Linked DNA regions of Mus musculus: regions 2, 3, 4, 5 and 6 are each linked to region 1. A link is a contact called in public Hi-C, HiChIP or PLAC-seq and promoter capture Hi-C data. All regions are on one chromosome and are shown on one strand. The core of a region is the stretch at or near the end of the contact, and the rest is flanking DNA. Distances in the headings are between cores, read along the strand shown. Region 1 holds the start of Axin1 (axin 1). Region 2 holds the start of Unkl (unkempt family like zinc finger). Region 3 holds the start of Kifc5b (kinesin family member C5B). Region 4 overlaps Gm41555 (a long non-coding RNA gene). Region 5 holds the start of Nkx2-5 (NK2 homeobox 5). Region 6 holds the start of Bnip1 (BCL2/adenovirus E1B interacting protein 1).

Region 1 (4,911 bases), core at 1,330-3,829:
TCAGGAGGTAAAGGGAGATGGATCTCTCTGAGTTCAAGGCCAACCTGATCTACAGAGCAGCCAGAGTTCCAGAACAGCTAGGACTATAGAAAGAAACCTTGTCTCAAAAATAAAACAAGTAAGAGAATTCAAGGTCATGGGGCTAGGGATGCAGCTCAGATGGTAGAGTGCTGCCTAGCAAGCTTGAGGCCTGGGTTTCATGCCCAGATGCCCAGCACTGCATAAAACTGAGAGTGATGATGCACATCTCTGTATGGAGGTAGAGGCAGAGGATGAGAAAGTCAAGGTTATTCCTGGCTTCATGAGAGTTAGAGGGTATAAGAGACCGTCACAAAACAAAAAACAACCAAAAAGGGAGTGGCTGTCCTTGGTTACCATTCAACAGTGCTGAGCCCTGACTTCCATGAAATCTATCTTTTGCTCATTCTCACAGAATACACACTTTACCTGCTAACAATGCTGATGGCTAGATTACTAATGGCTACAAGGAAAAGGCATGTACAAATAAGAGATGGGTCACAATTATGACATTTCTGCAGCTAATGACTTCTTAGGCAAGCTATAATCTCAGCCTCAGCAGGACCAGCCTGTTTCTTAAGTTCACAGGCCCTATGACTGTGGTTTGCTGCTCACTGACCTCCTATACCTCTCTTTAACCTCAGTCACTTTCTGGTAGTTCTGTCTGCATGTGGTAAGCACATTGGATATCTAAAACATCACACCAGCCCATCGTGTCTACTATGCTCTTATCTAGGATATCATCACAGGAAAAAGGGGCCTGCACTCCTGGCTACCTGTACCTGAACACGAAACATTCCCCAAAATTACTAACACTGAAACAGCCCAATTTCCAATAACCCCTGGGCTCCCACAGAGAACATCTAACACTTAAGGCACACAGAAATACCACACATAAAGCAGCTATGATAATTCAGTAAGAATCTAAAGCCCATTGCACCAAATCCAGCCTCAAATCTGCAACCAAGACTTATAAAGTGACTCTATAAAGGTAATATATAAACCTGATATCATATATAAAATTCCCTTTGACACTGTCAAAACACACAGCCCTGGGTGTATTTGTATATATTGCTTATACTCAAGTATAGCTTCCAAGCTTATGATTTAGGTGGAACGTGGAAGTAATAATATGACTATCATACTAACGAGCCATTGATTAAATTCTTGAAAGGTCAGGACTCTCATTTCATATCTAGTGCAGTCCCCCATCACATAAAGTCGTAACGGTGTTTCTCTGAAAGATGTAGGACAAGTCAATACTGCTGAAAAATCAAACAAAATCTCTGTGCTCCCTATATTTTCTCGGCCCTGAAGTGGGCTCTAAAACTGAAACCAGCTAGTACTGCCTCTCTCAGGTAAAGTCAGACTCCATGTTCTCCAAAACGGACTGTGAGTAAAGGAACGCATTGGAGTAAAGGGGAGGAGTACACAGTTATTGCGAACTCTTTACAAGTTATCTTCAGATGAGCCGAAAAAAATCCTTATGCCCAACTAAAAATGCTCGCTCTGGGCTTTGGTTTTGGGTGAATTTGTTTTGTTTGGGGGGAGCATTATTAAGTAAGGCAATGAACACCAGGACAAGTGGTTATCTGGCAAGCCAAACCACACCAGAGAGTGCCCTCCTTGGATTGTTCTTACTCGTCCCTACTTTACTTTTTCATAGGGACTAGGGGATAGCGCAAAGGAAGACACACACACAGTCTAGCACCAGCAGCTTCTCAGCACCCACTCACCCATATCCTAAATGTGTCCCAGACCCATCAACAGTACACCACACTCGGCAGACACACACCCACCTGTACATCATTCTTAGAATCCTTGCTTTTCCTTAGTCCCTGGTCCTGTTCAAACAGGCCTTGCTTTCCCCATGCCCTACTATCGTCCTGTCCCTGGCACATCGCCCCCCCCACCCCCAAGCCCTTCTCCTCATATATACCTAGCATACCATGCAGTCCCCACGCCTCTACTCATACTGCGGAGCCTGCCACCTCTTCCGCTCAACGTCCCCTTGGATCTCAGGTCTCCCTACGCCGGGCACAACCTCGCACATCAGGGGCCGCGCTCCGGCACGCCTCCCGCCCGCAACCCGCGCGCCCCTCTCTTCCGGGTCCGCGTACGCCGGCCTAGCGCGGCCTACTCCCGCAGCCCCGGGCAGCAGGCCTCCGCGCCACAGGAGCGCGCCCGTCGGCTCCCACTACTCACCAGCGCGCGGCGGCTGTGGAGGCGCGGCCCGGGGCCTGGCTCCCGGCCCGGCGAGGCCCATGCGCTCAGCGGCGGCTCAGCGGGCGGGCCACGGCGGGGGCGCGGCCCTGGGGGGCCCCCATCGCGGCGGCGGCGGCGGCTCGGCGACCCGTGGCCCGGAGGCGGCGCAAGGCAGGCCGCAGAGCGCCGCCAAAACCGGCTGCTCACTCTCACCAGCCCTCTCTGGAACCAGGCTCCAGCCCGACCCCAGCAGGCTCCTGCGGCGGCGGCCGCAAGCGCTTCCCTGAGCCGGGAGCCTGAGCCCAGAGCCCTGAAGCCCAGGCCTGAGCGCCCCCGCCGGCGCCGCCCGGAAGTGCGGGGGCGGGGCCGTGGTGTGGGGCGGGACTGCTGCGGAGGCTGGGTCTCGTTGTAGAGGCAGAACCACGGTGTGGGGCGGAGCTTCTAACACGGGGCGGGTGGGAGTCCGAGGACAAGAAGAGTAAGGGGCAGAGTCTTGAGCGAAAGGCGGGACTGCGGCGTACTCAGGAGCCAAGCACTGTCTTGCGGTGGTGAAGGCGGGGCGTGAACTAGGAGTGCCGCTGAAAAGAAACGTAGCCGCGGAGGATGCCCAATGGGGCAACGACTACTGCTCGTCCCGAAAGGTGCCATGGGAAACAGCCCTGAGCGCGCTCAACAACCACAGCCATCACTGAACCCTAGGCCAGTACACTGAAGGCAGACCACTCATATCTGATCGCAGATGCTATTGAGAGAGTAGAGTTTCTGGGTAGCTGGTCGCCCTCCACACAAATACACACATAACACTTATAATGTCTGCAAGGCATCTCTTGCTAAGTCTGCAAGCGCAAAGAGTCAACTCCATTTTGCCCCACCACAGGAACATAGATGCACAACTCTCTACTTGGCAGGTCTCAACCCTCGGTCAGCCACATCCCAAGGAGAAATATGTGAACACAAGTAATTACTGCACTTAAGAATGTCATCTACCAGTCAAATCAGCCCCTGACACCTCTCAGGTAGTCCATTTTGCAGACAAAAAGTTGTGACCTAGGCTTAGTACGCACCCACCCAGACCTCACCTTGGCCAGAGGACTCCTGGTACCCATACCACCCTATACTGGCTGCATCTGCACTTGCCATCTACATGCTTTTATACTGCTGCTGCCAGTGCCACTGCCATGTTTTGTTCTGGACATTGTTCTCCCTCATTGCCTTGTCCCTTCTTCATGGCTCACAGGCAAAAGCAGTAGTACTGGCTTCAGACTCTAAACCCACAGCTGACTGGGGTGATCCTAACCCTGCCACCTGTCCCTTAAGAGGACTTAGCACAGTACCGAGGACCAGGATTGCTATGTATAGAGAAGGAACCACTTGAACTATAGCTACTAGGGTGACCAAGCCTGACAAATTCCCCTCCTAGACTCATCACTGAGCCTCAGGTCTGGGGCTGGGGTATAGATAGTGCCCCCCCCCTCAAATGCCAGGACAAGTTTCATGTTCACTTCTGTCCATCTAATGCAGCCTCAGGTCCTCCGGCCTCTGGGCACTGGAGACTCTCTAGCAGCCCCTGACCCAGACCATTCAGCCTCATACCATTAGAAGAAACAATCACGACCACTGAGTGAGCAGTAGATAGCCTTGGCCTTGGGCATCCTCCCCACTCCCAAACCCGGACCCCAATGCTTGCCTTGATTCTGTAGAGCTGCTGCTGCGGCCAGGCCAGGCTCTCGGGATCAAGTCCACGTCCATCCTCCTGCTGGCCCACGGTGGTAGGTATCCCCAAGCCCTGGGACCAGAGTAGGGCCCTCGGGCCTCCAGCTCCTCGGGACCCCTGCCCTGCAGGGACAGGAAGGGAATCAGGAAGCCTGGAGGAAATGCAACGGCCTGCTAAGGAGTGCTGGGGGGGGGGGGTGTGGTGGGGGAGAAATTATAAATAGGGGTAAAAGGATTAAATTATGAAGACCTTGAGGGAGTTTCTGCAATGAGAGGGTAAAGGACAGCACTTGAGAGCCTTGAAATGCCTTTGCTCCTCCCAGAATTGCCATTAGCAGCTTTAACTAAATTTTCATGGCATTTGCTCATGTTTCTTGCCAGGAATCAAGAGTTTTAAAAACCCAAACTCATGAGCAGAAATTCTTTTCCTCAATGTAGACATAGAAATATACTTTTGCAAAAAAGGTTTATTTTTATTTTACGTATGTATGTGAGTACACTCTCACTCTCTTCAGACACACCAGAAGAAGGCGTCAGATCTCATCAGAGATGGTTGTGAGCCACCATGCAGTTGCTGGGAAACGAACTTGGAACCTCTGGAAGAGCAGTCAGTGCTCTTAACCACGGAGCCATCTCTCCACCTTGACATAGGAATACTTTTAAATAAAGTGTCTTTTAATAATGATACAAAGAAGCCGGGCGTGGTGGTGCACACCATTAATCCCAACACTCGGGAGGCAGAGGCAGGCAGATTTCTGAGTTCGAGGCCAGCCTGGTCTACAGAGTGAGTTCCAGGACAGCCAGGGCTACACAGAGAAACCCTGTCTCGGAAAAAAAAAAAAAAAAAAGATATAAAGAGCTCCGGGTGTGGTGGCACACGCCTTTAATCCCAGCACTTGGGAGGCAGAGGCAGGCGGATCTCTGAGTTTGAGGCCAGCCTGGTCCAGCCTGGTCCAGCCTGGTCCAGCCTGGTCT
Region 2 (4,911 bases), core at 853-3,352, 950 kb after region 1:
CATTAGGAAACTTGTAAAATATAAACTAACCCAAACAAAACCTTGACTTATTAAAATCCAAAAGTGTTACATAACTGACAACGTGCAAATAAAACAACTTTCCTACCATTAAAAAAAACAAAACAAAACAAAAAAACAACTACAAATGAGCAGAACGCATCACAGTGTTAAAGAGTCCTAGCCTACATAAGCAGATCACGGGCTCCTGTCCACAAATCAATTCACAAATCCTTATCAGAATAACAGTTCTGCTACTCTTCTTTAAAATACATACATAAGCAAGAAAATATTCCACACTTACATGTTACACATGACACACTTACAACTGACCACACAAAACCGTTTTAAATCAGATGGCTGGCAAAACATGGGCCAGTTTTAAAGTAGAGCATTGGATGGGGTGGGGTGGTAAGTGAATCAAAATCAGTTTGAATTACCAAAGATTTTCACCTACAACACACATACATCATCTTTTAGGAAACTAGCCTACAAACAGGGAACCCCTCAAGCACACTACTCTACTGACCCCGAGAAGTCTTGAATAAAAATGAGGTTCCCTCTACAGGTAGTGGGTGTTAAAAAGAAGCAAGGAGACCAGTGTAGTGGCATACACCTTTAATGCCAGCACTTTAAGGGGCCAAGACAGGTATCACTATGAGTTTGAGGCCAGTCTGGTCTACATACAGTGTTTCAGGACAGCCAGGCCTTCATAAAGACACCCTGTCTCAAAAAAACAAAAAACCAGAAACCTCAAAAACCTGTTGATCAGAGAGTCAACACCAATCCTGAGGAAAGACCATGAGCCACCCACCGGAACCCCACTTACTCATCACCATCGGGACACAGGCCGGTGGCCTCATCGTACTTGGAGCAGTATATGTCCGGGCTGTAGTTGAAGGTGCCATCGCGTCGTCGGAGCGGTCTGCGACGACGCTGATTTAGGAAATGCCAATGGAAACAGGTGAACGGCCTGTGCTGGCTGCACTTATGCTGCAAAAACAGGGAGCACTGCTCTGTCCTAAACTCCTTTAGATACCTAAAAAGACAAACAGCGTTGCGGGCCGCAGCCACCGCCGGCTGGAGGCCCCTGGGATGCGGCGGGGCAGGGTCCCAGACGAGAAGCATCCCCCACCCCCGGCAATACACACACACACACACACACACACACACACACACACTGAGCGATCCTGACTGCCATGGCCCGGTACCCTCCTTTTTTAAAAGCACCCCGGGTGTCACTTCCCAACTCGGAGACCAGGTAACTCCAGTCAGGCAGACTCTCCGTTCCCTGACCCCAAATACCACTTCCCAGTCCCCAGATAAGAAGATTCCCGGACACGAGGCATAGACCTCCTCTTAGCAGGCCATCACCAACTCTGATCCCAGGTAACTCTACAGAAGTACACTCCATTCTCTGCCCCCTTCTAGTCCCTGACCCCTGGAGCCACCTCTCAATCCTCAGTCCCGGTCTCCCGCTCGACTACCTTCATAGGTTCCAGATGGACTGCAAGCGCCACCCGCCCACACCAGGCGCAACCCCTCTTCTGCGCCGCAGAAACGACCCCCGGGCTCACAACCAAGCGGCCACCGGACTCTAGGTGCGGCTCCGCCCCCAGCCCAGAGGTCACCCCAGACCCCGGAACCGCCTCTCAACCTCAGGCAGCGACTGCTCGAGTCCGGATGGCCGTGCGCCCACCTCCAGCCCAGGCGCGGCCCTGAGCTACGAACGCAGGCGCTGTTCCCCAGACTCCAGTCTGGCGCGCGGGGTCGCCGGAGACCAGGAGCAAGTCCAGCCCCCAAGCCAGGGGTCACCGAAAACCCTGGGCGCTGCCACTCCACCTTAGGCGGCGGCCCGCGCCTGGACGGCGTGACCCGCAAGAGCTGGCGGCGGGGGCGCGGGCGCGGGCGGGGCGCACCCACAGCGGCGACACCGGGGCCCGTGGCGCACGCGGGCCGCTGCTTTGCGCCGCAGCGCCCAGAAGGCCACGGACCGCAGCCCAGGCACTGACCTGTAGTGGGTTGGTTTCTCTGTCTGCGGGGGGGACCCGCTCAGCGCCGCCGCCGCCGCTTTCGAAACCGACGGCATTTTCAGTCAAAACAATGCAGCGCGCATGCGCCGCGCCGGCGCCCCCGGATCTCCCCCCCGCACCGAGCCCCCTGCGCCCCCCGCCGCGCCGGCCACACCCCCGGGCACGCCACGCCGGCCACGCCCCCACCGACCCCTCGCCCACGCGCGCTGTGCGGCGGGGGTGACACACAGGTTCTGCCGGCCCACCACGGCAGCAAGTTACAGGCGCAAGGCGGGACACGCCCGTTGGTGTAGAGTCCCCATGATGGCCTCTGCGTCCAGGGCTGCTGTTGGGCACAGGTTTCTTTGAACTGGAAAAAGTCTATAATTAGACTGTGACGATGGTCGCCCCTTTATTAAATTTGTGAATTTAAGGATAATCCGAGTGTGAATTCTGTTGAGCCACTTTTTTAAAAACACAGCGTAAGATGCTGCCAGATGAGCCCATCGGGTAAAGGATGTACAGGGTGGTCAGTAATCAGACTGATCTGGGGTCCGCAGAATGCTAACTGCACGTGGCGGGCAGGACTCGCAAGTGCTAGGATGAATTCGGGAGAACCCAGGGCTAGCATTCACTGGTGTGTAAAGTGACCACAGCTCCTCTGCTAACTGCGGGTGTGCTCTGAGGGATAAAGTCTGAGTAGCACAGCCACAAGTGTTCTGAAAGGAATGGGCAGAAAAGAGAGGGATGTTTTCAGAAAGGAGGATTACAGAAAACCTATCCCATTTCCAGAAACACGATCTAAAATATTAACAGAGAGACATACACGGTCCAGGTATGTATGCTATATTTTAAAGTACTAGTAAGGTAAAATTACCATTTGCTGGTAGGATTACTGACTTCTTCATATGACATTTTTGTAGACAAATTCTTTGAGTTGTTGACAACTTTGGAGAGTGAGTTGGTTTGGTTTGGGTGCTAGAGGTAGAACCCGGAGCCATGTGCGTGCCCGGACCCAGGTCCATGCCGGCTAAGCACTTATCCCTGAGCATTTCCCCTAGCCCACAGACCCTGAAGTTAACTTAGTTTAAAGGACTTATTTTAATGGTTGCACAAGCATGTGGATGGATAGTGAGCTGTAGGCAGTCCCAGCAAACAGAAACATTGTTTTTTCAAAGATCAAATAGAAGAATGAGCAAGCAGGGAAGGGCAGACAGGGGAACCTACAGAGGAATAAATGTGTCTCAGACTGCTGAGGGATAGGGAATGAAAACTAGGTCAACCCCCAAGTCCAGCCTGGAGAAACACACAAGACAACCTAAGGAATCTGAGAGAGAGAGAGGGAGAGAAAGAGAGAGAGAGGGAGAGAGAGAGAGAGAGAGAGAGAGAAGCTGGCTCTGTAAGGTGTGACAGAGAGCAAATAGCAGTGATGGTGGAACTCAGCGACCTTGACTGTGGACATGGGCAAAGGTCTCTCATCAAAAGATGTGTTTTATTCCTCTGCAGACATCACCTGTGACACCCACATAAGGGCCAGACGTGTCCTTTTATTGAAGCTGGTACTCGAGGGCTATGGCTCAGAACAGAACTAACAGGTTTTTATCTGTGTAACAGCTCACTTCCAACACTACTGAGCCTTTCCATTTTCAAGAGCTTACACAAAGTGGCTGTTGGGGCTGGAGAAATTGCTCACAGTGAATGGCTCCTCTTCCAGAGGACCCAAGTTCAGTTCCCAGAACCTACATGGTTGCTCATAGCCATTTGTATTTCCAGTTCCAGGGAATCTGACATCCTCTTCTTACCTGTATAGGCAACAGACATGTATGTGATGCACATACATACACATAAAGTAAATCTAATTTTGTAAGCGTCAGTTACGTTAACTCCTCCTCCCTCAAAAGAACATGTTTTATTCAATCATTTCTTTCTGCCCAACAGTTTATCTACTGTCTTGTACATGCAGCTGGCTTATAGTTAGTTACAGGCCCTCTCCCTACCTGATATTTGCTGGGCACTCACCCAGAGAATTCATTGGGCTGAAAACAATAGGAAAAACACAAGCTACAGTCTATTTGGGAAATTGGAAAAGCATAGCACAAAAAATAAATAAATAAATAAAATAAACATTTAAGTAACCCTTTAGCTAACACACCTATTCTCCTATCCGTAAAATAGATGTGAAACTCAGATCTGGTGGTGCTCGCCTTTGATCCCACCACTCAGGAGGCGGACGCAGCCTCTGCCTCTGAGTTCAAGGCCAGCCAGGGATACAGCCAGAATTCCAGGATGGCCAGGGCTACATAAAGAAACCTTGTCTTGAAAAATTAGAAAGGGGGAAGGAAAGAAAAAAAACGAGAAAGCAGAGGTGTAGTGAGTGTCCCCACTTATTCTGCTCACGAGTTCAAATGCCCACATCACTTCAGATAAGTTATCAGCCTGGCAGCACTGAGAACCCACTGCATGAAATGTAACATTTTTTTTTTTTTGCAAAAGCAATTCTATGTGAGCTGGAAACAGACCTCATTGGTAGGATAGCACAATAGACTCCTGAGTTCAATCACAACACTGTGAAAAAGACAGAAACAAACAAACAAAAAAAACCAACCCACTATATTATTGATGTTTTGTTTTGTTTGAGACAGGCCCTCCCTACGTAGCCCAAGCAGACCCCAAACTTAGGATCCTCCTGCCTCAGTTTCATAAGTGTTGAGATGACAAGCATACCCTACCACTTCTGTCAAGTTTTTAAGTTCTCATGTGGGAATGAAGAGCAGAAGAGAAAAAAAAAAAAAAAAAGATGGCAGCAGAAGCAGGAAGCAGGCTGATATCTAAGTCTACAGCAAGGCTGGTTTACATAGCCAGTTCTAGGCCTGCCAGAGCTAAATAGGGGGACTGTGTTTCA
Region 3 (4,911 bases), core at 1,016-3,515, 780 kb before region 1:
GCCATGGAGGGATGTTCCTTACTGGCTTGCTTCCCCTGGCTTGCTCAGCCTGCTCTCTTATAGAAGAGAGCAAGACTACCAGTCCAGAGATGGCACCACCCACAAGGTGACCTCCCCCCTTGATCACTAGTTAAAAAAATGCCTTACAGCTGGATCTCCTGGAGGCATTTCCCCAACTGAAGCTCCTTTCTCTGTGATAACTCCAGCCTGTGTCAAGTTGACACAAACTAGCCAGTACAGTAACCAATTACAGTAACCAATTCCTTAGCTGCCACAGCCATATGCATCCCAGGCTAAGCTATGTGGAAGGCAGAGTTTGTAGAGAACAATGTTACACCATAATGTCAAAAGTCACACCTTGACAGTGATGTATATAAAAAAGAAAGATGTTCACTAAATTGGTTCTCATACATTTTCCTAAAAAGTAAACAACAACAAAGTCAGGAGCAGTGACCCCAACCCTCTGGAAGCAGCAGTGGGTAGACCAGTTCTAGCCAGTTCTAGACTCGCCAAAGTAACATGGTAAGACCCTATTTCAAAAAACAAAAACCCAACTTTATTACTAATTGAAAAGCACTACTAGCCGGGCGTAGTGGTGCACGCCTTTAATCCCAGCACTCGGGAGGCAGAGGCAGGAGGTTTTCTGAGTTTGAGGCCAGCCTGGTCTACAGAGTAAATTCCAGGACAGCCAGGGCTACACAGGGAAAACAACTACCACTACCACCCAAAAAAACCCCAACAAAACCAAACAAAACAACAACAAAAAATCAGCAAGCAAACCCTGCTATACTTGGGCATGCTACCAGCTTCAGGTTACTAGATCAAATATATATTGCTTCTTTTGGGTTTGTTTTCCTCTTTTTTTTTTTTTTTTTTTTTTTTTTTTTTTTTTGGAGACAATGTATCAATGGCCTGAATCTCCAAGCTCTGGTCTGAGCCTCCTCACAGGTGACCTCAGGTGCACAACGGACCTCAGGATGGTTTGTTGCTTTTGGTTCAGGGGATTATAGACCCAGGTGTGTTTCTTGGATGCTCCCTAGCACTGCACCACAGACCTCTTCCTTCCAGTTTTAACTCGTACCTTAATGTTGCTCCTCCTAGCTTTCTTCTTCCCCTTCCATCTGCTTGAACCTTTACAGTCCTTCACTCCCTCCCAATAGAGATACAAATTGTATTATGTCTGTCTCCCCAGGGACTGTCAGCTCACTGGTAGCTAGGACTCCTGTCTCCTACATAAGTACAGCTGTGCAGGGCCAGAAGATGCTTGGCAAATACTGCAGGAACAAATCTGAGAAAAACTATTTTACTTTTTAACTGTCACCTGTCACAGTGCAGTGCTCTCCCTTTTGGCTGTGAGTATACCAGAAAGTCTCTTCAAGCTGAACACCGACTGTGAGTCAGTCTAGACTGAAATGCTGGTAAACAAAGAATGCAGGCCGGTCTTTCCTGACACCAGAGAGATCAGTCCATTAATTACCACACACATACGCCTCAGATGCTTGTGGTGGAGAAGGGCACCCCCATAAACTAGTCAGCAGTCCAAATGAGCAAAAGGAAGAGGCAGGCGAGGGAATAAGGATCCTCTGGGCCGATGCCCCCATTTCTCCTCTCCCCTTCCTCTATCTCGATCCAGCAGCAACACAACAGGATATCAGCAAGAAATGTACTTTGCGGACAAGCGACAAGGCTTCTCTCAGAACCCTCGCTTCTCCCACAAGGCGATCTGCAAGAACTGAGAAGCACAAACATGTCGAATCCGCTTGAGAATTCGAAATGGGAAATGCTGGAGGGGGATAAGGGACACGGGATGGTAGCGCCTGCACGACTGGAATGGCGGACCAACGTCGCAGCGACTGTCCTGGGACCTCGCCGTGTGTGTGTGTGTGTGTGTGTGTGTGTGTGTGTGTGTGTGTGTGCCCTCACTGACTCGGCCGCTGGTGTCCTGGGCGCGAGGCGGTGCGACCCTCCCCTGCAGGACGGCTTGCCCCGACCTGTCCCCGGGACTCGGGTCTCCGGGCGGCCGGCCTGCGTCCTCCGCTATTGGCGCCAGGCCGTCACCGCCGCACTCACCTGCGCCTGCACGTCCATGGTGGTCCGCACAGGAAGGGATGCAAAGGCAGCAGGCAGGGTGACGAGACCCGCGTCCTCTCAAGGGCTCGCGCCGCAAAACGTCGGAGCCAGGCCAATTCGCCAGGCCAATCGGCCAAGCCAATCCGCCACACCAGTCACTTTTGAATTTCAACCTCCGCGCAGTCAACGCACTTCAATCCGCAGAGGCCAATCCGCGCCGGCGCTGCGGTCGCGAGCCAATCACGGCGCCCTCCGCCTCCGGGGCCACGCCCCCTGAGTCGCGACTCTTCTAGTCCGCCGGAGCAAGAGAACTAGACCCCTTGGATCCTACTTCCGGATCCGCTCTTCCTTATTTCTCCCTCTCCCCCTCCGGAGCGCGGAGCTAGGCCTCTGGTTGCGTCAGAAGTGCGCGTGTGTGGAGGAGTGGCGTGGGGGAGGCAATACGCATGTGCAAAGGTGCCTGAGCGGTGTCGGGGCGGAGCGAGCGCCACCTAGCGGCTGCTGCTGAACCTGCACACCTCCTCGACAAACCTGTAGACTGGAGACTGTTAAACCGAGGTTGCTCTTGGTCCGCTTTCTCAGGTCCGAAAAGTGGGAGCTGGTTGATGGCGCTGACCTGTCCTCAAAAAAGAAAAAAAGTAAAAGAAAAATTGGAGCCCATATCTGGAGATGTAATAAAGTCATAAGTCTAGAGCAGGTCCGGGAGGATAGCAAACTGGTTATCCCTGAAACTCATATAATGTGGAAGGTGAGAACTAATTCGCCACAAAGTTTTCTGTGCCCCTCCTGCCTCCAATAATATATATTATACATAAACAATATGTATTATATACATAAACATATCTTTACACATATACATAATATATACTCAATAATACCTATTATATATAAGCATATATAATATATATAAATAACATAAATTATATATTTATTTTGTTTTTTCGAGATTGGGTTTCTCTGTGTAGCCCTGATTGTCTTGGAATTCTATTTGTAGAACAGGCTGGCCTTGAACTTAGAGATGCCAGGGCTACCCTGTGCCACCATGCCCAGGTCAATAAACAATCTTTTAGATTAAAAAATCAAAACAAAACTATAAGCCAGGCTTGGTGGCACACACCTTTAATCCCAGTTCCCAGTACTCAGAATGCAGAGGCAGACAGATCTCTTGAGTTCAAGGCCAACCGGGTCTACAAAGTAAATTCCAGGGCAGCCAGGGCTTTGTAGAGAATCCCTGTCTTAAATAAAGAAATACACACATGCATACCTGCATACATACATACATACATACATACATACATACATACATACACACATACATACATAACTGGGTAAATAAACAGTATGTTTCTTGACACCAAGTTGTAAATCTACAGCCCTCTTACTTGAGATGTTTCCAAGTCTACAAATGTTAATGAGGGAACACTAAAAAATTTCTGGTTATAATTTTACAAACTGGTTATAATTTTAAACTAGACAGTATTTCCCTAGTGACTTTCTAGAAAAAAAGCAAAAGTTTTATTGTGTGATAGAATATGAGTTTGTCTTCTACTGAAACCTGTTTTGGGAGTTTATCTTTCTTGGCATGAAGCTTGACAGCAAGGTAAACCAACCTGTGAGATTTTACACATGGGATGGACTGACCTGGCCCCTGCAGCCTTGGGATAGGAGCTGGCTCAGGAAGGACTCTGATGCAGCCAGAGCTCCAAGGCTATCAGCTCTGAGAAGGACACATCTGGACAGCAAAGGGAAAACAAATATCTTCCTTATGTATCAATTAGAATAACAGAGGTTTACCCCCAGCCAGCCCAGGATCCTCACAGTATGTGATCTCAGTGGCTTCTTTGGGGGCTAGGTCAGTCTTCAGCTGTCAGGCAGAGCAGCTGGAGACTGCAGCAGCCACACCCAGAAGGTCTGAGAGATTTTTCTGCAGAGAAAGAACTTGGGAGAACGGACTCACCTTGGTGAAACAGTCAACCCAACAACTTGGGCAGGCCCTGCCAGCAGGCAGTTCTTTGCCCAGTGGTCAGTAGTACCACACTTGAAGCGAGCTCCAGGGGAGTGAGTTGCTGCAAATCTTCTTTGGAGACAGCCTCCTGCTGCTATCAGGAGCTGGTATTTGTGGTCAGGGGAACCGTAAATGCAATAGTCAGCAGAGCTCTGAGGGGTTTGAGAGGCAATATGTAATCCTTCTATTAGGTAGACCTGATTTTAAACAAATACTTGTTTTAGTTATTTGCTTTAGGCTTAACCTTGCCAATAGTCAGGGTTTGTATATGCTTGGCCCAGGGAGTGGCACTATTTGGAGGTGTTCCCTTTTTGGAGTAGGCGTGTCACTGTGGGTGTGGGCTTTAAGACCCTACTCCTAGCTGCCTAGAAGCCAGTATGCTGCTAGCAGCCTTTAGATGAAGTTGTTGAACTCTCAGCTCCTCCTGCACCATGCCTGCCTGGATGATAATGGACTAAACCTAGGAACCTGTAAGCCAGCCCCAATTAAATGTTGTTCTTTATAAGACTTGCCTTGGGGGCTGGTGAGATGGCTCAGTGGGTAAGAGCACCCGACTGCTCTTCCGAAGGTCTGAAGTTCAAATCCCAGCAACCACATGGTGGCTCACAACCATCCGTAACGAGATCTGACTCCCTCTTCTGGAGTGTCTGAAGACAGCTACAATGTACTTACATATAATAAATAAATAAATAAATCTTAAAAAAAAAAAAAAAATAAGACTTGCCTTGGTCATGGTATCTGTTCACAGCAGTAAAACCCTTAACTAAGACAGACGTTGGTACCAGGGACTGGGGTGTTGCTGTGATGGGCCTGACCATGGTTTTGTTTGGAAGAAT
Region 4 (4,911 bases), core at 1,388-3,887, 760 kb before region 1:
TTTTCTGGTAACTGCCCCTGGGTCAGGCCTCTTGGGCCTGAGCACCCAGCGCCTCCCTGACAAGACAAACATGCGTAGTCTGACAGAGCTCTCCGAGCTTTGGGGAAGGCACCCCTCCTCCCTAGATGCCCTTCTTTCCTCTGTCTCTCCTCCCTGCACCAGGAGGCAGGAAGTCCCCTCCCAGAATCTGCTCAGGCTATACCCCAAACCCGAGCTCTCAGATTCTAGTCTTTCCTTTGATGGATTCCTGTTTTTTGAAGGCCAGCTCAAGACTTGCCTGCTCTAAAAAGCTTTCCCAGCCTCTTGACCGTATTCTGCTTCTGTTCCTATCCCATGGTGCTTTGCAGTGCATGGACATCTCAGTTGTACCCAAAAAGTATTGGGCGGAGAGGAGAGATGCAAAAATGGCCACACTAAGACTCACAGCATTGAATCTTGTATTTTCTCCACAGGTGTGTGAGCCATGGAGGAGAAGGATGCAAGGAGCCAAGGAAGTGTGAAGGCCCCCTTATATCCTCATCATCGCCACAGACAGGGACCACCCAGGCTTCAGACTTGGGAGGGCTCCCAGTACGACGAGTGGCACGTTCAGGCGTGAAGTCAGACTGCTGATACTGTGAGGCAGCAGGAGCTGATAGAAGAACAACCCCCTCCCACATCCACCCCCAAGAAAGCAAGGAAGTAGTGGGCAGGGGCCGCATGGATCCAGGGTGGGCAGAAACGGCAAATGGGCTTGTAGATCTGACTATATAATTTTAGCAACTTTTGATGGCTCCCTTCCCACACCAGATTCCACCATTCTTCCTGACTGGTCCCTACTTATCACCCTATTTGTGTGTCCACAGTAAGGCAACCAGGGTTGGTTCCTATAAATCTGGGCTTCCTCACAGGGTGTGTTAGAATTCATCACAGGAGGAAAGAGCCACTGCCTTCAGGACTAGCTGAACTCAACAGAAACAGAAAACACACACACACACACACACATACACACACACACACACACACAATCTATGCTTCTATTTCAGTGAACTCCCTAAGCTTACCCCAATAGCCCATTCCTGCCTCAGCCTCTGAGACTCCATGCTTAGGCTGAGGACAGGAATTCAGTCCCTCTTCAGGTTCCAGCCTCTGGGTAGCTTTTTGCTGCCATTATACTACTGTTCTGAGTTTTGGCCCAAGCCCCCACCACCTCACCTCTCTCACCCCTGACCCCTCCCCAGGCAACTCCAGAACTCCCACCATCTCCTTGTCTCGCCCTCCTTCCTATTAGCTCTTCATGATCACCCCTTCGTTGATTTGCGACTTTCAGTCCTCTCTCTGCAGGGTCCACACCCTCCTCACTTGCCCTGAGTGGTACCCACACGTTAAGCAGCTGCGTGTTCACAGCTGGTGTCCTTCCATGTAGTCTCCCTCTCACATCCAGTTAGAGGAGCTGGTCAGTATTCCACAGCGCCACCTAGTGGTAGCATGAACAAGGGGGGCCGTCGTGAAAGAGGAGACTGACAGCAGCCTTCAGGACAAAGTTCTAGCAGCAGAGTGGCCTGGAGCCTGTGGCCTCCCCACGTCCCTGGACTCAGGGAGATGCTAAGAACGACTCTCCACTTCTGCCAGGGGGAAACAGAACTACAGAAAATGTGAATGGACCTTAAACTCTCTTACAGCTTCAGGGATAGTGATCTGTGAGTGATGGGCTTCTCAGTGTATTTCCCTACGATTCCAACTTTTCCAGCTTTCCTGGATACTTTAAACACAGGTGCACAGGTGTTTATGCTTGTTAAATGCCAAGGCCAGCTACTCAAAATAGGAGTCACCTCCCTAACCTCCATCCCATCCTCCATAAATGACCAGTAACTATGACAACAGCAAGCCGTGTTTTGTAGACTTCGGGGGATTAATGAAACTACATTAAGGGGACAAAAGATAAAATTTATGCTTGTTCTCCAGGTGACAAATGGACCATATGGTGGTTTTAATGAGAAAGCTCTCATGGGTTTACATACTTGGTTCCCAGTTGGTGGAACTGTTTGGAAAGGCTTAGGAGGTGTGGCCTCGTTGGAGGAGGTGTGTCACTGAGGATGGGCTGGGAGGTTTCAAAAGCCCACGCTAGGCCTGGTTAGCTTTCTCTATTGCATGGTTGGCTCTCAGATGTAAGTTCTCAGCTCCAGCACCATACCTGCCTGCCTGCCACCATGCTTCCCGCTATGCTATGTATGGACTCAGCCTCTGAAACTGAGAGACCTCAATATGTTCTTTCTTCTATAAGTTGCCTTGGTCATGGTGTCTTATCACAGAAATAGGAAAGAAGCCCATATATGTGATGGTGGTCCCATAGGAATATAGTAGAAGAGGGCCCTTTGTGGCCATGCCTGTTGTGATACAGCCAGTGCAAGGCTGCACTTTGTAGCTGTGCTGGTGTAAACAAACCTGCACAACTGGCAGGATCACAAAGGACAGCCACTGTGATTGTGGTCTGCACACAGTGCTTGTGGTAAGTGGCTGCCACAGCTCCGTCTCTGCTGTCGGCTTCGAGTGCATAACACCATGCCGTGCTCTCAGCAGCCCAGCCATTTGGATTTACTGCACACTCCCTAGAGGCATCAAGGAGTCATTCGTGCTTAGTGCCTGACCTAGACAATCTAGGTTTGTGTAAGCGCATGTTTCCATGGTGATGAGACTGCCTAACTGCATGTCTCAGAACACATTCCCAACACAATGTGCTGCCAAATTGAGTTATACAACAGAAAGAGCTGGGTTGGGGGTGCAGCTCAGTAAAGACTGCTCCTCAATGTATGTGAGGCCCTGGCTGCCATCTCCAGCAGGAAACCAAAACCATCAGGGTTTCAGGTGCAGCCACATCAAGCACTCAAATCCCTCCTTCCCTACTTAGAAGCCCAGGCAGGCTTTCCCACAGAGTCCTTTGGGCCTGATCTAGGCACCTAATGTAACACAGCCAGATCTTCAGCCTAAGAGAATACAGCACAGACCCTGCCCACCAAGACCACGCAAGTATTTGGTGTGTCTCTCAAGAGAAACACAAAGGGCAAAAGCACAGAGTAACCAAACACCAGGGCAGGGCCTCCCATGAGCAGGGGTCATACCTCCCTTAAGACAGAATTCCTGATCCTTACTGTCTCTCCCCGCCAGAAAAAGCCAACAGTGGTGGGGAGCAAGAAGGTGGCTCTCCCTAGACACTGTCACCCTGTGATCTTCACGGGCACAGTGGCTTGAGTAGCCTCTGTTCCTTCATGTCTAGCCAGGGCAGCCAGACTCCCAGCGCTGGGTAGCAGGGACGCATAGGCTTGTAAAGCTGTTCCATTCTTCTGTGAACTTCAGCTCACTGTTGACAACTCATTTGATTCTGACATGGTGACACAATGGATGACCGTGGACAAGGAAGAGAAAGTAGAGAAGGCTTCATGCACGACACAGCCAGGAATTGTGTCTCCATAAGGCGGCCGGGAACCAGGACAAAGCCTCTCCTGTGCTGAGACAGTGTGAAGGAACCTCCCTCGGGAGGGAAAGATGTGGTGCCAAGCCAGACACTGAGGGCCACAGTGGCTGCATCCACAACATCAGGACCAGAATGCCTTGGCCAGGGCCTTGGAGGGATAGAACAGGAAATTGGGGCTTAACGGGTACAGAGGTTTCTTCTGAGGTGGTGAAAACACTTGGGAGACAGCTGGTGGCCATACTGTAAAAGTCACAGAGCAGGGAACTGAGGGCTCTAAAATGGCTAATTTTGTGCGATGTAGATTTTACCACAACGTTTTTTAAAGTTTAAAAAAGAAAACTCTGCTTGCCAAATAAAACATCTGTGGGCTGAATTGCACCCGGTTTTCAATCCCTAACAAGCAATCCCCAAGACCCCTTTTTAATGCTCATATCCCGAATCTCCGGGGTGGGGGGGCACCACTCCAACCAGGCAGTGACCAGCCAGCTACCTCCCCAGCAAACAGAAAAGGGCTTCTTTCTGTCTCCCAAACTGGGATGCTTTGGAGCCAGAAAATAAAAGTCTGTTGGAAATGGAACTCGGCCAAGCTTTTCCTTTCTCTTTCTCTTTTTCTTTTCTCTCTCTTTTTTTCCAAGTGCCCTTTGCCACAATGAAGGGCAAAGAGCTACCCCTGAGTGACAGCGATTGGACTTTGTTGATACAGCCCAAGTTCAATTTTTGTGAGGTTCATAATTAAGCTGTCATCCCCCGCTCCGGCGCAATTAGGGCCAACAGCGCGGATGAATGGCCCTGTTATCACGGGAAATTATAAATAGAGGTTCTGCATAGCGTCAGGGCCGAGCTTCTCTAGGCAGAACCAGCAAGCCCGGAGTGTGTCCACCCTCCCTGGCCGACAGACTGACAGCTCCGAGTCCAGCTGTCATCCAGAGCTCAATTCTGTCTCTGTCATCTGAGCCTAGACTGTAGACACAGCTCCACAGCAGGAGACTAGGGCTAGATATGGCCTTTGTGTTCCCTCCCTCCTGGGGCTGCAGTGTCTGTACTGAGCAGAGGGAATGAGCCTCCTCCTGACAGGCTGAGGTGTTGGTGACCAGAGAGACAGGCTGCCTGGCAGGTCCCAGCCAGCAGAACTCACAAAGGTACAGCTGAGGGCAAAGGTCCCAGACCCTCCTCCCCTGGCCTCCCCTGGCCAGCCTTCTGACACGCTCACCCTCTCAGCAGACCTTGTATCTGCCAGAACAGGTCATTTTGGAAGGGAGTCCCACAGCCAAGAAACACAGTCATGTATCCTCCATGGGTACACACTCTGAGAGGACTGTGGTTAGCAAATTGGCAGATTTCATCCTGTAGTAATGGATCTCTCCCCCCTTCCCTCTTTTTCTTCCTCCCTCTCTCCTTCCTTCCTTCCCTCCCTCCCTTTCTCTTCCCCCCTCTCCATCTCTCCCTTCTTCTTTCCTTTC
Region 5 (4,911 bases), core at 788-3,287, 700 kb before region 1:
AAAAGACTTAAAACAGGGATCCCGGATGCGGCCCCCAATATAGCTCCCCCAATTAAACGGTAATATTTCAGGCGTCAGCTCACACTAATCTTTCAAACTGTCATCGCGATCCGCAGGGCCAGCCGATTCACTTAACAGGACTCCCAGGACCCTCGCCCGAAGCTGTTTTCAGCAAGACATTTAATTGAATCGGATGTGGCTCGTTTGCCAGACGTCACCGCCTGGGTGATAGACATCCGTCCAACCCACACAAACCAATCTTCAATCTCGGGAGGGTCCCAAGCTAGGTTGGCTCAGAACAGTAACTGTAATGTAACCAGAAATTGTGGCAAGGGAGGAAAACAAAACAAAACAAAACAAAACAAAACAAAACAACAAAAGCGAAAAAAGGCAAAGGCTTTGGACTGCTTGGAGAGGGACACAGCGGAAGACAAAGAGCACCAGCTTTAGGATGCTCTGTGGTCCCTGGGTTGAGATCTCACTATGGCTCCCAAGTCTGGTGCTGACCACTGGAGCCTGGAATTGGGCTTCACAGTCTGCCTGGAGCTGGGTCTCCTTCTCCCTTAGTTGAAGACAACCCAAGGCCTTGGGAGTTTGGGTTTGAGGAAAAGCAGGAAGGAACACAAATCAGGCCTTTGCTGGCTTCACTATGGCCCAGATGGTTGCCAGCGCCCAATGGCCCACACTGCCCTGCCAGGAGGGACAGTTCACACTCTGCACTCACAAAAGTTTTGATCTCTGGACTTTGGGTTCATGACTTAAGAGTGACTTGTTTAGCTAACCTTTGACCCTACACTCACACTCCGTTTCTATTCCAAAAGCCTCTCCTCTGGTGGCCAACTCGTCCTTCATATCTGTGTGCCTTCTGACTCACAGATCTGTTCACTCTGGGAATCCTTATATCCGAAAACAGGTGATGGACCCTCACCACATGAATTTTCAAGGGCACATCCCCTTTGCAAATCGGTGTGGTGAGCCCAAGCTCTCCCAGAGGTTAGCCTTACCATATACCTTCGGTGGGGGAGGTTTTGCCTGGAATCGATGTGCCTTCTCTTTTTGAGATTACAGCAGGAAAAAGTCCCACTCTGTTGGGTCTGGGAGGGCCCAAGTGTTCCTTAGATCCAGACAGTTGTCTTAGTACAGAACCTGGGTTCCTTAAACCCTGACAGTTTTCAGACAGAAGCAGCACTGGACTGAAAATGTCCCTCCACCTGCCTGATCTGTCCTCTGCCCCGTGGAGTAGAAGCCCAGGAAGGCCCTGGAGGATCGGGCTAGAAAGGGTCTGGGACTTTTGTGGTGGCCTAGGAGGGTGAAAAATGAAGCAGCTTGGGCTTCAGGAGAATCCAGGCAGACAACCCAGAAGGCAGCTCTCCTCCAGGAAGAGTCAATTCCCCAACAATGCTTCCTTCTCTCTGGAGAGGTGCCTGGCCCCACCGCTTAGTCTGAAGCAGGTGGCCACTCCCACCCCACAATTAGCCACTTCACCTTTCCATTCAGCTCAGAACCCCTTGGGGCCCCTCTGGGTTCCTGGGTTGAATTTGGTCCTGTAGGTCAAATTAACTACCGCTCCCCAATCCAATTCTTAAACTCATGTGTTAAACTCAGTGTTCGTCCCAGAACAACTGTCTTCTCTGTGATTCTCTTTCTATGCAGGCTACTCTTAGGCAGACTTCAGTAAACAATATTGTAGTCATAGTCTTGATCCCTGAAAATAACCCCCCTCTTCTGGCTTTCAATCCATCCTCACCAGCCCATTTAGTGATACAGGACACAGTGCAAAGAATATTTATTCAAATCCTCGACCCACCCCCAACCCTGCGTTTAGACTCAGCATAACAGAATCAGGTATTTTCTTTGAGTGTGTCTGGCTGGGATTTTCAGGCTAACGAGGAGCAATCTCCTTGCAGGAGTGGGAGACTATCCCAAATGTGTCGCGGCCCCTTTAAAAAAAGCTGAGCAGGATTTTTTTTTCCCATCCCTATGTCTATATTAGGTGACGCAGAACTGCCCGTCGCTCCTGTCATCCAGGCCCCTGGCCCAATGGCAGGCTGAATCCCCCCTACTCCAGCCTGCTCCCGCCTCTTCTGCCCCTGGTGCTCCGCGCTACCTGCTGCCGCGCGCCACATCCAGGGCAGAGAGGCGGGTGCGCGGGCGGGCGGCGGGCACCATGCGGGGAGGCTGTCCCCAGGGGTGGGCAGCACCACTCTCTGCTACCCACCTGGCGCTGTGAAACCTGCGTCGCCACCATGTTCCCCAGCCCTGCGCTCACACCCACGCCTTTCTCAGTCAAAGACATCCTGAACCTGGAGCAGCAGCAGCGTAGCCTGGCGTCTGGGGACCTGTCTGCGCGCCTCGAGGCCACCCTGGCCCCTGCCTCCTGCATGCTGGCCGCCTTCAAGCCCGAGGCCTACTCTGGCCCCGAGGCGGCAGCGTCCGGCCTGGCAGAGCTGCGCGCGGAGATGGGCCCCGCGCCTTCGCCCCCCAAGTGCTCTCCTGCTTTCCCAGCCGCCCCCACATTTTACCCGGGAGCCTACGGTGACCCTGACCCAGCCAAAGACCCTCGGGCGGATAAAAAAGGTAAGGAGAACCTCAAGCTCTTCCCTTCTGGAATCGCTTTCATGTCCAAAACCCTGAGCCAAGAAACCCAGGCCTGACAGTAGCTCAGTCCGGGGTGAAGGCTGGGCGCGGGGAGTTTGGAGTATAAGATTCCAGGCTGTCCCGCAGTCAGTCCGAAGTTTAGAGGGAACGCCGAATTTAGAGGGTCAGGAAAAAAGAAGGGAGAGAGAGAGAGGGAGAGAGTGAGAGAGTGAGAGTGAGAGAGAGAGAGAGAGAGAGAGAGAAGATTAAAATGTTGTTTTCGGCCTACAAAACCCCAGTAGGTTAGGGCCTTGTTCTTGGATCTGTTACAAAGTTAAGCTATCTAACAATCCGCGTTAGAACAAATCTTCGTACTGGAGAGTTAAAATCTCTTCCAGATTTGGGGGTACTTTGAGACACTGAGAACTGCTAAACCGAAAGCTTAGCCCCGTGTATCCTGGGCCTTGTGTAGCCCACCCTGCCTTTCTGGGCCTTGCCTCCTTTGTGCCAAAAGAGAGGAGTCTGGGGACCGGGTTGTGATTTTGAGATGCGATGCTGCGGATCCCAGGAGCTGGGGTTGGCTTTGTTTTTCTAGTACAATCTCCAGGCAGGATCAGGCAGAAATTCCTTTCTGGGAACTGTTGGGAAATACGGAACGAATAAAGACACTGAGAAGTGAAGAGCAGGCTTCCGAAGGTGGCCGAATACCAAATATCTCAGAGTAGGGAGAGGGGCTCCTGGCCAGCTCACAGAAGGAGCAGGGAAGTCCCAGGCCCAGATCCTGTGCTGAGTAAAGCCAGAGAGGCCCAATGGTTTCTGCGAGTTAGAGGACGTTCCTAGGTTTTCCCTGGGAGCAGAGAGAAGGTCCAGGAACATTGGAGAAGGACTGGAGGAGGATTAGAACTTATTGCTACCAACCGGAATCCCGCAGGGCTGGTGTAGAGGCCTCTGTCCTCCTCCGGGTACTGGGAAGTCCAGAAGCCATGCCAACATCAGCTGACCACCCGAGGGACAAACCGGAGTATTCCTAATGTAATTCACTCCGAGCATCCTCATGACTTTATTTTCTTTGCAGCCAGAAAAGCTAAAGCTAAATCCCAGACTGTTAAGAGAACGCTAACTATCCGGGGAAGAGGTCTGGGATAGGGCGCCCGAGATTTCTCTTGTTTTGTTTTGTCCAAGCCACTTAGGCATTTCCCAGATGCGCAATTGCGCCAACATCGAACCGAGCGAGCCCGTGCACTCGGCGATTAGCTTAAGCGGAGCTGGGTGTCCGGCATAGGACCAGAGTGATACTCCCTGCCACCCCTACAAGGGCCCTGAGGTCCCCGGCCCGCCGCTCTAACCCGCCACCTCTCTGCCTCTCTTCCCCTTCAGAGCTGTGCGCGCTGCAGAAGGCAGTGGAGCTGGACAAAGCCGAGACGGATGGCGCCGAGAGACCACGCGCACGGCGGCGACGGAAGCCACGCGTGCTCTTCTCGCAGGCGCAGGTCTACGAGCTGGAGCGGCGCTTCAAGCAACAGCGGTACCTGTCGGCGCCAGAGCGCGACCAGCTGGCCAGCGTGCTGAAGCTCACGTCCACGCAGGTCAAGATCTGGTTCCAGAACCGTCGCTACAAGTGCAAGCGACAGCGGCAGGACCAGACTCTGGAGCTTCTGGGGCCGCCGCCGCCGCCCGCGCGCAGGATCGCGGTGCCCGTGCTGGTGCGCGACGGGAAGCCCTGCCTGGGGGACCCCGCGGCCTACGCTCCCGCCTACGGCGTGGGTCTCAATGCCTATGGCTACAACGCCTACCCCTACCCCAGCTACGGCGGCGCGGCCTGCAGTCCCGGCTACAGCTGCGCCGCCTACCCCGCTGCGCCCCCCGCCGCGCAGCCCCCCGCCGCCTCCGCCAACAGCAACTTCGTGAACTTTGGCGTCGGGGACTTGAACACCGTGCAGAGTCCCGGGATGCCGCAGGGCAATTCGGGCGTCTCCACGCTGCACGGCATCCGAGCCTGGTAGGGAAAGAGCCCGTTTGGGGCGCCCCGGAACGACTCCCACCTTTAGGAGAAGGGCGATGACTCCGGGGATGGGAAAGCTCCCACTATGCCCTGTCCCTCAGATTTCACACCCACCCTCGCGCAGGCCTGGGACCTTTCTCCGATCCATCCCACTTTATTGACGTAGCCTGGTGTCTCGGACCTGGCAGAGCCCTTCCAGGGTCACGGGCACTTTCGACGGATTCCACACTAGGACCGGGAGCCTGGGCCGGGCGCCCGGGCCCTGGTTGTCTTGCCGTCGCCCACCCACCCGTATTTATGTTTTTACCTGTTGTAAGAAATGAGAACCCTCT
Region 6 (4,911 bases), core at 1,629-4,128, 640 kb before region 1:
ACCCAGCCAGTGTTGGGCAGATTCGTAGCACTCATCCCTAGGACACAGCAGTGGAGATGGCTGTTAGTCACATTTCCTTCTCATTTGTGTTTTGAGACAACACTCGCACCACAGGGAAAGTGAGGTCATGAGCATGAGGTGGGGGCGGTAACTCCAGAAATCGGGAGGAGGCTACTACTGTGCAAAATAATAGCACCGGAAACACCAAGGAAACTCTGGCAATGGACTCAAGTAGGGAATGAATGAGTGTGTAGGTTCCAAACTTTGTTAGTCCAGTCACCCTCACAGTCACAATGTTTCCTACTCTCTCCAGGTGGCATGTGAAGGACCTGGTCAACTCTCAGGCAAAAATTCTTCTTGGCCAGAGCACGCACCCCTGCTACCCACCCTTCCAGAACAGGCTTTGTAGCCTCACTTACCTGGATCCTCTGTTTTAACTGTTGGAACTTTTCTTTCACCTTAGTATTCAGTTCAGTAAGCTCACTTAAGGGTCCAGAACAATCTCGAATATCCTGGAAGGCAAGGAAGAGATGAGGGACCTTTCTCCCGTCAATGAAATGAAGTGTCCTCATCGGCACAGTGAGAAAGCAGATTCAGACACAGCTAAGGTGGCCCAAGCTCTACCTTGTCCTGCTCAGTGCTGCTCTCCTCCACACAAGAGCAAACTCCTCATTTTCAGCTTCCTCATTCCTTGTAAGATTAACACCGAGAGCCTAATATGAATAAACAGACTGGATGCACAGTTCAGTAGTACAGCACTTGCAGAGCATACTTGGAGCCCTGGCTTTCAACAGCAGCAAAACACACACACACACACACACACACACACACACACAGAGAGAGAGAGAGAGAGAGAGAGAGAGAGAGAGAGAGACTCATGTGCACGCATGCACAAATGCACACAGACATGAATACACACCCCTGCATGCACATAGACTCCATATGCATTGTGTGTGTAGATAGGTAAACCTCAACCTCGTCTTAGATGTTTAACAAAGTGCCACTAGGAAAGGCTTAAACAGCTTCCATGTTCAACAGAAATAGACATCTAAAAAATACTGTAAGTTCAGATCCTTCCAACTAAATCCCTAGTGACCTGTAACAAAGTTAATTTAGTCTGATTTTTACAAACCATCTGTCGCAAGTCAAAAACGTTTAAAGATGAACTGAGAATTTGCTTCTGGAAAGAAAGTCAGAATTATGAGAGCCAAATTTTAGAGCAGGTTCTAGACTTAAGCTACATATATTCAAATCCTGCGTATAGCAATTTATTAGTGCAGTCTTGGAAAACTTCAGTTCTCTGTGCCTCCATTTCTTCACCTTACCTACGTCAAGATGGTATTTCTCTGTGTAGAACACTTAGCAGAATAGCTGGAACACTGAAAGAATACAATGTATGGGGCTATGCTTACTCACTAGTAACCATAAGAACCCAAAACACATATGTCACCAGAGGCCTACCTAACAGGAAACTATGATAATATGAAGTATTATGATGCTATTACATAATTTTATATTATGATATAATATGAAAACCCAACTTTTCAAATTTTGGATATAAGGGTTTTTTTGTTTTGTTTTTTTGAAGACTCTATGTAGTACAGGCTGGCCTCAAATGCATGATGGTCCTGCTTATGCCTCCCAAGTGCTAGAGCCACTACCCTAGCAACTCTGTGTTATGTATGTATATGTATTTACATGTGCATTCTGAGGACTGAAACTAGAGCCTTGCACATGGCTAAACTTTAACTCTACTCTGAGCTAAATTTACCCCCAGCCTCTGGTAATCTCACTTGTATAAATCTTGTTTATTTTTCTAGAATTGGCCCATTTTTTTTGTTTGCACATCTCAGGAGTAAAGTTTGCGGCGTTTCTTTACCTGTTCTCTAGCTTACTCACAAAATCAACACTTCCTCACAGCACAGGATAAACTGCTAATGTGGCAGAGTGTACATCTGGCTTACCAGAGAGCACTACTCTCCATGCTCCTTTTTATAGGGGCTAGTAAAGCCAAGCTTACCCCAACAGCTAGGCACAGCCCATTTATGCAGCACTGGGGATGGCGAACCCAGTGCTGGGCAAAGTCCTCACCAGCGGAGTCACACCCCTACCCTTTCCTTATTTGCTGTCACAGCTTGTATTCTGAGCCGGTTGGGTTCTTTTTGCCAAACTCTGGAGCCATTTCTACATTCCCTGTTCTTGCTTGTGTTCCTGCACTACTGTCTCCTACTTAAGACCTGCTTCCAGATAAGCGCCTCATTTTCCAGTCTGTTTCCGGGTAGGGAAGCTCTAAAATGATTTTCCTAGGCTGGCTTTCCCCATCCAGGTCCTAATACTGGCACTGCCTGCCTTCTGACCCAGGATCTTGCACAATATTTGAATTCTTTGTTCAAAAAATTACAACCACGTCCCAGGTTAACTTAGTTAGCTTCGGGCAGGGACTGTCGGGCCAGGTGGCTTTGGGTGCCTCAGGGTCCCTAACTTAGGGAAGTGGGCGTGGGAGGCGAGCAGGGCGAGGGGTGGGGCGGGGCTACAGCCGAGAATGCGGGTGGGCGGGCTAGCCCAGCACGGCTGCAGTCCAAGGAAAGGGAGCGGCGTGTTAGGGTAACTCAGGGGTGGGCAAACCAACAGTTCACAAAAGAAAAGCCTGAAGGTCAGTGATCTCGGGGAACCGACCGAATGGTGCCTTAGGAGCCATCCTGGAACCGGACCAGGCGCGAATATTCTGGAAGATGTCAAGGCGGCCATCGAGAGCCGGACAGGAGCCTAAGAATTTGTACCTGGATAAGCGCCTTCACCTCTAGGTCGAATTTGACAATCTCTTGGTTACAGATCCGGACGTGGACATCCTGGGGAGCCGCCATGTTGGAAATGCGGCTACGGCGAGCGGCAGCAGCCAAGCTTGAACGCGTTCACGTGGCTCCTGCCCGCCTTTCCGTACTTCTTCAAATGTGATGCTGCGGGAGACCCCGTGTGGATCAAACCAGGTCAAGAGTCCAGACCTGAAACTTTTCTTGTCACGTAGAACACGCACAGCTTCTCTGGTCTGCTCCTACTAAACGGAAAAGTGGAATGTGATTATGAAGAACCATTAGAGTTGGGGTGGGGGGGAGGGGAAAATACAACTCAGGTGATGATAGGCTGGCATGCCACATGGCCTTCAGGTTTGTTCCCAGTACTAGAGATACAACAACAACCCGCTATTCTAGTGACCTTTTGGATGGAAAAAAAAAAAGGATCAATTCGGATGTCACCAAAGTTACATTTTTTTTCTTTAAAATTTAAAGCAAAATGTATACAGTAGGTATGCATTATGGAGGAAGACACAAAACTTGTAAAGGTGCAGACTTAAATACAGGTCACTGGGGCACCTCCATTAGTACAACCATGATCCTGCATTGTTGTCCTTACACATTTCTATGGCTCTGGTCCTGCCCTTTGTGTAGAATTGGATTCCAAGTATCTCATAGGAGTAGTTCTGACTGTGTGGTGTGATAGAAACAATGTCAGTGCAAACCTCAAAGAAGGGTAGTGTTTTTTAAAATTATTATTTCTTAAGCCCTCAACACCACTGGACACTTTTCCCCCACCCTCCGGGATTCTCCAGGCTCTGTCGTCTTGGATATGGGTTCCCTCTTTTTAAAATGTTTTTCTCAAACTGCACACACAGCCCCCAGTCTCCACGCCTACCTGTCCCAAAGCACCCTGTACCACCCACTTCCTAAAAGGTGCTCAGTAGCTGGCTGCAAGTATCAAAGGCCTGGATTCCAGGCTTGTAATCAGTTTCCTCAGTAGCATCACTCCTAAGTTAGGTCACCTAGAGGATGGAATGAGGTGTTGATAATGTAGCATTGAACTCAGTGCTCACTAGTTGCTATACATGTACTGTTAAGAAACACTCTGGGAGTTACTTCCCTACGTGCGGCCATTTTCTATGAAATGCTTCTGCCCAGCAGCTGCACTTGATTTGTTAGGCTATAGAAGTGGAAGGAAGAGGGGGTGGAGGACGATGACAGAACACACGGGACAGGTGAAAGGCCCTAAGTATTTTCTTTGCTTTTCTGAGGCAGGGTCTCACAGAGCCCAAGCTGGTTCCCAGCTACCTATGTAGCCAAGGATGACCTAGAACTGCTGGAATTACAGGCACTGATTAACACCGCAGCTACTAGACATGCATTTTAGCTCCACACAAGCTTTCCTATATCCTTTTTATCTGGGTGTGGTAGCATATGACTTTATCCCAGCACTCAAGGGGTAGAGGCAGGGAGATCCCCATGAGTTCCAAGCCAGCCAGGACTGTGGTGTGAAGCCTGTTTCGTCATACTGGTTATATCAGTTTACACTGCATGAGCAAAACTGTGGAAATGCCTATTTCCTTATAGCCCTACCAGCTTGGTGTGCTGACACTGGTGTTATCATTTTGTCTCTTTTTCAAAAAAACTCCTTTCTTTTGCATCTCTCATAATGAATGAGACTGAGATTAGTATTCACATGAGCTGCAGAATTTGTAGACTCTGACTTTGCTGATGGTGCTTTTTTGCCTTAAAGAGGATTTAAATTTCCATAATTTTGCATAGCATTGGGAGATCTTCATGACTCTGGACTTGGGTCTATGTTAAAAAGTCCTTCCTCTTCTACAAGGATCAGCGTGTCTGTCTACTGCTTATTCTTTAAAAACCCACTTGTATGCTTAGCCATTTTGAAATATATGTGGTTCACAGTGTGAGACGCAGAACCAGCTTCACACTTTCTAGGTTACTTAGTGGCTTCAACACTAAAGGGCCCCCCGTTTGTTTCACTTCGGTTCTGGATGCCACATTGACCATCCTGTTTTTCTGTGTATTCCAGACTACTTTCAAACTCTACTCTACTTGCCCGTCTACTCACGCTCTGAATGTTTCTATACAGAGA

The links. Promoter capture Hi-C pulls out the DNA fragments that hold promoters and counts their contacts. Hi-C and Micro-C count contacts between places; a contact is called where the count stands out from the background. HiChIP or PLAC-seq counts read pairs in DNA pulled down with a chosen protein or histone mark. Capture Hi-C pulls out chosen DNA fragments and counts their contacts.
Region 2: a contact with region 1 is called in a Hi-C map of CD8 T cells, with 3 times the contacts expected there. The contact joins the promoter of Unkl here to the promoter of Axin1 in region 1. A contact is called at or near these places in 1 of 39 promoter capture datasets (liver), 1 of 484 Hi-C or Micro-C datasets (CD8 T cells) and 1 of 115 datasets of contacts at active chromatin or transcription factors (pancreatic cancer cells).
Region 3: a contact with region 1 is called in a FOXA1 HiChIP or PLAC-seq map of pancreatic cancer cells. The contact joins the promoter of Kifc5b here to the promoter of Axin1 in region 1. A contact is called at or near these places in 1 of 39 promoter capture datasets (liver) and 1 of 115 datasets of contacts at active chromatin or transcription factors (pancreatic cancer cells).
Region 4: a promoter capture Hi-C map of hippocampal neurons shows a contact between it and region 1, with 2.4 times the contacts expected there. The contact joins the enhancer-like site here to the promoter of Axin1 in region 1. A contact is called at or near these places in 4 of 39 promoter capture datasets (the 3T3-L1 cell line, hematopoietic stem and progenitor cells, hippocampal neurons and 1 more) and 2 of 115 datasets of contacts at active chromatin or transcription factors (astrocytes and bone marrow-derived macrophages).
Region 5: a contact with region 1 is called in a promoter capture Hi-C map of adipose tissue, with 2.5 times the contacts expected there. The contact joins the promoter of Nkx2-5 here to the promoter of Axin1 in region 1. A contact is called at or near these places in 1 of 39 promoter capture datasets (liver), 1 of 115 datasets of contacts at active chromatin or transcription factors (embryonic limb bud) and 2 of 9 other capture datasets (adipose tissue and embryonic stem cells).
Region 6: a contact with region 1 is called in a promoter capture Hi-C map of adipose tissue, with 2.1 times the contacts expected there. The contact joins the promoter of Bnip1 here to the promoter of Axin1 in region 1. A contact is called at or near these places in 2 of 39 promoter capture datasets (cranial neural crest and liver), 1 of 115 datasets of contacts at active chromatin or transcription factors (embryonic stem cells) and 1 of 9 other capture datasets (adipose tissue).

What each region holds. Positions count from the first base shown.
Region 1 is chr17:26,136,354-26,141,264 of GRCm38.p6, reverse strand. It overlaps Axin1 (axin 1), which reads right to left and starts at 2,579. Exons shown (of 11, transcript NM_009733.2): 1 at 2,224-2,579. It overlaps Gm46600 (a long non-coding RNA gene), which reads left to right and starts at 2,513. Exons shown (of 3, transcript XR_001782196.2): 1 at 2,513-2,864; 2 at 3,924-3,992; 3 at 4,452-4,480.
Region 2 is chr17:25,185,591-25,190,501 of GRCm38.p6, reverse strand. It overlaps Unkl (unkempt family like zinc finger), which reads right to left and starts at 2,102. Exons shown (of 15, transcript NM_001197024.1): 1 at 2,010-2,102; 2 at 827-1,036. The coding sequence starts at 2,086. BC003965 (cDNA sequence BC003965) reads right to left here. Exons shown (of 2, transcript NM_183150.2): 2 at 2,840-4,911. Gm52286 (a long non-coding RNA gene) reads left to right here and starts at 1,032. Exons shown (of 2, transcript XR_003952239.1): 1 at 1,032-1,386; 2 at 1,493-2,448.
Region 3 is chr17:26,914,445-26,919,355 of GRCm38.p6, reverse strand. It overlaps Kifc5b (kinesin family member C5B), which reads right to left and starts at 2,265. Exons shown (of 11, transcript NM_053173.2): 1 at 2,071-2,265. The coding sequence starts at 2,088.
Region 4 is chr17:26,892,292-26,897,202 of GRCm38.p6, reverse strand. Gm41555 (a long non-coding RNA gene) reads left to right here. Exons shown (of 4, transcript XR_876700.1): 4 at 453-887. Among named protein-coding and RNA genes, the nearest start is that of Gm41555, 5.9 kb to the left of the region's middle. Within about 2 kb of position 2,637, at least 47 of the 459 cell types and tissues checked have an H3K27ac peak or open chromatin away from gene starts, as enhancers often do. A contact at or near this core is called in hippocampal neurons, where this site is marked.
Region 5 is chr17:26,838,691-26,843,601 of GRCm38.p6, reverse strand. Nkx2-5 (NK2 homeobox 5) reads left to right here and starts at 2,037. Exons shown (of 2, transcript NM_008700.2): 1 at 2,037-2,577; 2 at 3,955-4,911. The coding sequence starts at 2,247. The coding sequence ends at 4,580.
Region 6 is chr17:26,779,046-26,783,956 of GRCm38.p6, reverse strand. Bnip1 (BCL2/adenovirus E1B interacting protein 1) reads right to left here and starts at 2,878. Exons shown (of 6, transcript NM_172149.5): 1 at 2,781-2,878; 2 at 420-512. The coding sequence starts at 2,864.